2 separate regions of the Zea mays genome follow, and region 1 is linked to region 2. Evidence: chromatin contacts called from public Hi-C data. All regions are on one chromosome and are shown on one strand. The core of a region is the stretch at or near the end of the contact, and the rest is flanking DNA. Distances in the headings are between cores, read along the strand shown. Region 1 holds the start of LOC100283191 (pinin/SDK/memA/ protein conserved region containing protein). Region 2 holds the start of LOC100217201 (ethylene receptor).

Region 1 (3,443 bases), core at 152-2,651, 160 kb before region 2:
TTATATAATCCAGCTTAAATAAGTTGAGAGGTAAACAAAGAATCTAAATTATTATGTGAATTATGTAATCTAGATACCTAGATTATGATAATCCATAAGCAAGTCAATAGGTGCTTATATAATCTATAAGCTGGATTATAAATCTTGTAGGGAAACAAACAGGGCTTAGAGCATCTCCAAGAGCTCTCCATAAAACGACTCCTCAAAATCAGTTTTAAGGGACATCTAAATAATAAGTGGGGGTAAATTTTAATCCTTTCTCCAACAGATCCCTTAAATCAGCAGTTTGTTTCTGGGGAGCCCAAAAAACCCCTCATTTGTAGCTACAAATGAGGGAGTTTTAAGGGCTATGAAAAAATTGGGGGCGCTTTAGGGGAACTGTTGGAGACATGTTTTTGTGTTTTTCCCAAAAAAAAAAATAGATTTAGGGGAGACTTCTGGGGAGCTTTTGGAGATGCTCTTAAAAACCTTGTAATTAAACCTTGTAATTTCGTTACATGGTAAAGAAATTCGGTTTTACCGATGTGGAAAAAACTGAGGAGTCGTACCCAACTTTCATAACCGAGACATACTACTTACTTTGTGAACATGAAGGGGATGAGGTGGCCGAGGTGCAGGGCCTCCGACGAGGGCCCCCTCCCCGTGTAGAGGTAGAACTTCTGCCCGTTCTCATACAAATCCAGTATCTCGTTCAAATCACTATAACATAAGAAAAGCACACAAAAATTCGTCAGCACGTCCTCCTACGGGGATAAAAAAAACTAGGGCCTTTTTTTTTTGCGGGTGGCTCGGTACCGGTGGGCGAAGAAGAGGCCTCGGCGGAGGAAGCAGTGCGGTGGTCGGGCGGTGAGGCGTGCGATGCGGTCCACGAGCGCGTCGTCGATGCGCTGGCAGCCGAACTGGTCCACGAGCTTGTCGTAGTCGATGCCGCCCTTCCCCGCCGACACCTCCCACGGATTCACTACCTGCTCCTCCTCCTCCTCTTTCCTCGCGGCGTCCACGCCTTGCTCCGCCGCCGCCGCCGCCGCCGCCATGGCCGCGGACAGATCTATCTCTTGCTTCCCTCCGGCGGCGCGAGGGATTAGCGGCAGGGAGAGTTAAGCCTCGGGCTTGTGGTCTCTGACGTATGGGGCCCGCAAACAACAAGAGGCGATGGAGGCTTGTCGTCGTGGCTTCCGCGGGTCTTGGGTGTGCCCGGCAAATTGTTGTCGACCCAGAAACAAATTATTGTCGTCTTTGCTCCTTTGTGATGCACGGGTTCGGGCGTTCGGCCCAGGACCCGCTCCACGCGTACTCCTCACCGTAAAACGATGCAAGATCCAACGGCACATACCACCCCAAAGCCGTCTCGGCAACCCGCACCCTATACTAGGGCACCGAAACCCCCAACCATCGTTCCCAGGTTGCCAATCCGAGCGCAGCCAAACCCAAACCCTCCTCCCTCCCGGCTCTCGACGGGCGACGGCGATGGCCGCCGCGACAGAGAAGACGGCTGAGGACATCCGCCGCGAGCTCCAGGAGCTCCAGCGTCAGCACCGCGAGGTACATCTCTTTCTTTGTCCAGCGCTTCTCGAAGCCCCGAGTCTCCGGGCCGTCTGCCCTGACCTTTTCTCGTCCCCATCAACAGATCACCGAGCGCCTGCGCGACCCCCGTGGCCTTCGCCGCGGCGCCCCCGGCCCTGGTCCTGGACCCGGGGCCCCCCGCCCGCTCCGCGGCTTCGCGAGACCCGTACGCTTCTCCCCTGCACCTCCCTCACGCACCCATCGTTTTGCTTAATGTATTTGTGTACTCGTAACACTTCTTTTTGTCATCAATGTCTCTGATGTAGGCTGTGGGTCCGGAATCGGGGGATCAACCTCCGCAGAAGCGTCGGCTGCTATCAGCCGTAGTTAAGGTATCTTCTTTTTCTGCTTCAATTTCGCTTCTGTTTGCACAGTCTGTAATGGTCTGCTTGTCGAAACAATAAAATTATGTCTGGTTGCTTGACATAACAACTGGAGGTGGATGGGGCTGAAAATAACGAGGAAGGCACAAAGGATGCGGATGCGGAGGGGCATGGGACAGGTTCAGGTGCCACTGAAGGCAGTGCCGGGAGGGGTTTCAACAATGGCGGGTTCAGAAGGGATGGTGGCTTGCGGATGCAGAGGAGAGTGGTGAGTACTTATTAGAACAAAGTGTGGATGTCTTGTGGTTTTGCTATTCACGGTTATATGTCATCTTGTGGAGCTTACCTTGTTTCGTTTGGTTATAGGACTATAATTCGCTGCCAGAGCCAGCTCCAAGGGAGCTTCCCAGGAATGAGGACCCGAATTTGGTGAGAAGAAATAAGAGGATGCTGGGGCAGCTTCTTGTCGGTACATTAGAGGTAAAGCAATTCTTTGCATAATGATGAATCTGTACTCCTGCAAGAATACATATTGACCTAATGTGGCTGTTCTCTATTTCTGTCTCATTCCTTGGAAAAACTTGATTAGCTTTTACCTGTTCTGTTGGCCAGTGTTAACAAACCTGCCAGCTGGGTATCAACTTAACAAAATACTAAATCCATTTACAGGGTGTTTGGTTTGAGGAACCACTCGATTCTACATTCTAGATGAGGTGGTGGCGTGGTGCATCATGAGTTGATTCCTCAATTTTGGTGGAATGGCTCCATTCCTCGTAATAGTTTTAAATTATTGACTTGTGAGGAATGGGTGATTATGCACCATCCTATTCCATTGCACTAACCAAACAAAAAAAAGTGAGGAATGAGTAGATGATGGACTAACTCAGTCTTAAAACCAAACACCCCATTAGTGTCCTGTTCCCGCAATGTTATATTTATGCCTGTGAGTTTGGTTGCCAATGATACGTACTTATTCCAATCTAAGGAACTTTGCATTGACATGTTGCTACCTAGCATTATTTTATATAGCACAGCCCACCCAATGTCCAGGATTCTCTATCTTTGGATGTTGGGTGTGCCAGTGCCATTGCTTGCACACCTGTCTGGGTTTATACATCATAACATCAGTACATCACTGTGTGAAATTTTGTTTATCTTATTCTACTGCCTGCAATGCAGAAATTTCAACAAGAAGATAAAAAACTATCTAACTCCGAGGCTTTTCTGCGTAGATCAGAGACTCAGCGAAAGGTTTGCTTACTTTTTCCATCAAAGTTAATGGCTGGTATCCAGTAGGGGCTACTTCTATGATGTAATAAGTGCTTCTGTATTGTGATTTTCATATGTGCTTACTGCTTAATCTATGCCAGCACATTTGGTGTTCCTATGGGCACAGCTTCTACTTGTGAAATTTTGTGCAGAGTGCATCCGACATTTGTTTCTGAAGAAACAAAAATAATTTATAACACATAATATATAACAGTAATGTCAATTTTGATGCTAAAATTCATTCGTGCTAAAAAGGAACTTGTTAAATAATGGAACCTTGATATCTGC
Region 2 (3,437 bases), core at 76-2,575:
ATCCATTTCAATAATTTAAATAACCGGTTTAACAAAACTAAAATATGTATAATACATTTGAGAGTATGACAAATACGTATGTACAAAAAAATGTCTCTAATGTAGGTATTTGAGTATGGAGGACGTGATTTAAAGGACGTTGTTGGAGAGGAATGAGATATAGAGGATGAAACCTTTTAAAGGAGACTGTAAAGAACGGATATAAAGGATGAATATAGAGGACGTTGCTGGAGACAACCTAAGACTTAAAACCTGGCTCTACCTGATTCTTCGTATATTTTGTGTTTTAACCGTATTTATCATTCAAAGATTTAGGATTTTATCAAACATTCTCTTAATTGTTTTTTATATTTGAAAGATCATGATCTATATATAGTCTTAGGGTTGTCATGCGACCTAGCAAATAAAGAGGATGACTCTGGTCAGGAACGGATATAAAGCATCGGGCCACCTCGTTCGTGGCTTAATCCATATTTTTTTATTTATATTTGTTATCTTTAGACTAAAATGTATTGGACTTTTTTTTGCTTGATCGGATGGGATTTTTTTTCATGTCGTGGTTGTGGTCGCATGAAGTCATGAAGATGCTTGCTGGCATGTTGCTGTTGGGTAGCCCATCTCTGCATGCCATTGCCCACTCTTACAGAACTGTAGTAACAACAGCAGCTGGTGTAGAGTAGCTGCAGTGAGCCAGTGAACGCAATGCTTAGACGACTTACAGAACAGCGCCGGACTGCCTTCACCCTGCCTATTCTTTCTCCCGTTCACCCCGCGTGCACGCTCTTTCCCTTCCTCGTGCCGACGACCGGGCGACCGCCGCGCCCCGGCCCGCGCCCCCTTGTCTCGGGCCACTCGCCGGCAACGAGCAGCCACCAGGTATGCCACCCCCTTCTCCCCCCTTCCTGCTGTACGAAACCGAGCACCCAAACCCTAACTTAAGCTTATTTGGCTATTTACATTCGGATCTGATCTAGTTACAGGAGCACACACGTATTATCCCTACTAAATCCGATTTTAGTGGAAAAAGCTGTCGGGTGTACATGTGTCCACCCATGTCCTTTACGAGTTCGGCCCTTGGCCGAGGTCCGTTTGGAATTGGAAATGGGAATCAGAGGGGCGAATGCCGAATGGGCATGTCTTGCGCAATTTCCATGCTCTGCTAGTAGGCGTGCTGCGTTCATGAGCTCATACTATCCAAATGCCATTCGCTACGCATTTGCTTCTATTTGAGATCGGGAAACGGTGTGTCAAAAACGATTTATCAATATGTTTCTTCTTCTACAGGAAATGTTGTGAGGACTGATGCAATAACTAAGCTTGCTGGATGGACGGATGTGATTGCATCGAGCCACTATGGCCTACCGATGATCTCCTTGTCAAGTATCAGTACATCTCAGACTTCTTCATAGCCCTCGCGTACTTCTCTATTCCGTTGGAGCTCATATATTTCGTGAAGAAGTCGTCCTTCTTCCCGTACAGATGGGTCTTGATCCAGTTTGGTGCGTTTATAGTTCTCTGTGGGGCAACCCATCTGATAAACCTGTGGACGTTCACCACACATACAAAGACCGTTGCGATGGTCATGACCATAGCAAAGGTTTCTACAGCAGTTGTGTCCTGTGCAACTGCTTTGATGCTTGTTCATATCATCCCCGACTTATTGAGCGTGAAAACTAGAGAGTTGTTCCTGAAGAATAAAGCTGAAGAGCTTGACAGAGAGATGGGACTGATAAGGACGCAGGAGGAGACCGGTAGACATGTTAGGATGCTTACACATGAAATCAGAAGTACTCTTGACAGGCATATGATTTTGAAGACTACTCTTGTTGAGCTAGGAAGGACCTTGGGTCTGGAGGAATGTGCATTGTGGATGCCATCTCGAAGTGGTTCAAGCCTTCAGCTTTCTCATACTTTGCACCACCAGATTACTGTTGGATCATCGGTGCCAATTAATCTTCCTGTCATCAATCAAGTGTTCAGTAGCAACCGGGCAATTATAATACCCCACACATCTCCTTTGGCGCGGATTCGACCTCTTACAGGGCGATATGTTCCACCAGAAGTGGCTGCAGTCCGTGTACCTCTTCTCCACCTTTCAAACTTCCAAATAAATGATTGGCCTGAGCTTTCGGCAAAAAGCTTTGCAATCATGGTTTTGATGCTTCCATCTGATAGTGCAAGAAAATGGCATGTACATGAATTGGAGCTGGTTGAGGTTGTTGCTGATCAGGTTCGTGCTGTATCTCTGTCTATGGTTACTATAACATGGTACCTTCATCCTGAAAATGATGTAAATTTACTTGTCTCTATTCAAACAATCTATACTTTGATTAAGTTTATTAAAAGATTATCAATAAATATGACATCAGATAGGTATATTTTGAAAATATATTCCATGACATATTTAACAATACTTATTTGATAGTGTAAATATTGCTATTTTTAAATAAATTTGGTCACTGTTTTACTTGGCGCTATGCTAGAATTACATTCTTTTCTGGATGGAGGGAGTATATGCTTGTAGGAGAGGAAAAACATGTTTACATCTTTCAAATTCATATGATACTGCTCAGTTATCATGATCAGTCAATTAAGGCATCCGTTAATTGAACAGGAAAGTATATTCACAGGTGCAATGTAATGATGACAAGAATACCTTTAAATCAATACATAATCTCTTTTTTTGAAAGCATAGGATTCTGAACCCAACTACCGAGCCACAAAAGACACATGCTCTTGCTGTTGCGCAATATCTACACCTTTCTGAAGGTTAAAAGTTTAAATTGGTAGTGCTAGCAGGTCTATTGTTTATCTCCTTTTTTTGTTTCTTCATCAGGTAGCAGTTGCACTATCTCATGCGGCTATTCTTGAAGAGTCCATGCGAGCACGTGATTTACTAATGGAGCAGAATGTTGCCCTGGATTTAGCTCGAAGAGAGGCTGAGATGGCTATCCGTGCTCGCAATGATTTTCTAGCTGTTATGAATCACGAAATGAGAACACCCATGAATGCAATAATAGCCCTTTCCTCCTTGCTTTTGGAAACTGAGCTTACTCCTGAGCAGCGTCTAATGGTGGAAACAGTACTGAAAAGCAGCAATCTGTTAGCAACACTCATCAATGATGTGCTAGATCTTTCCAAACTCGAGGATGGAAGCCTTGAACTGGAGATTAAAGCATTCAATCTTCATGCTGTTTTCAAAGAAGTATGCACCATCAGTTTTCTAATACTCTTTCCGTTCCAGGTTCTAGGTTACTTTAGCTTTGCTCTAAGTCAAACTCTAACTTTGGCCAAGTTTTTAGAAAAATATGTCAACTTCTACAAATTAAAATAAATGCACTAACAAGACATGTTATGGAGAATTCATGTGATGTTATTGTTGGTGTATTTTTCTATAAGTTTGTTCAAAGTTAGAGAAATTGGACTTAGGTAAAGAA

Evidence for each region. Hi-C and Micro-C count contacts between places; a contact is called where the count stands out from the background.
Region 1: a contact with region 2 is called in a Hi-C map of tassel, with 2.2 times the contacts expected there. The contact joins the promoter of LOC100283191 here to the promoter of LOC100217201 in region 2. A contact is called at or near these places in 2 of 25 Hi-C or Micro-C datasets (ear and tassel).

The regions. Positions count from the first base shown.
Region 1 is chr1:271,331,222-271,334,664 of Zm-B73-REFERENCE-NAM-5.0, reverse strand. LOC100283191 (pinin/SDK/memA/ protein conserved region containing protein) reads left to right here and starts at 1,401. Exons shown (of 10, transcript NM_001156093.2): 1 at 1,401-1,542; 2 at 1,628-1,729; 3 at 1,830-1,895; 4 at 2,002-2,154; 5 at 2,253-2,366; 6 at 3,066-3,137. The coding sequence starts at 1,468. It overlaps LOC100282419, which reads right to left and starts at 1,215. Exons shown (of 11, transcript NM_001155330.2): 1 at 796-1,215; 2 at 580-699. The coding sequence starts at 1,034.
Region 2 is chr1:271,174,692-271,178,128 of Zm-B73-REFERENCE-NAM-5.0, reverse strand. LOC100217201 (ethylene receptor) reads left to right here and starts at 1,325. Exons shown (of 5, transcript NM_001143560.1): 1 at 1,325-2,230; 2 at 2,837-3,205. The coding sequence starts at 1,325.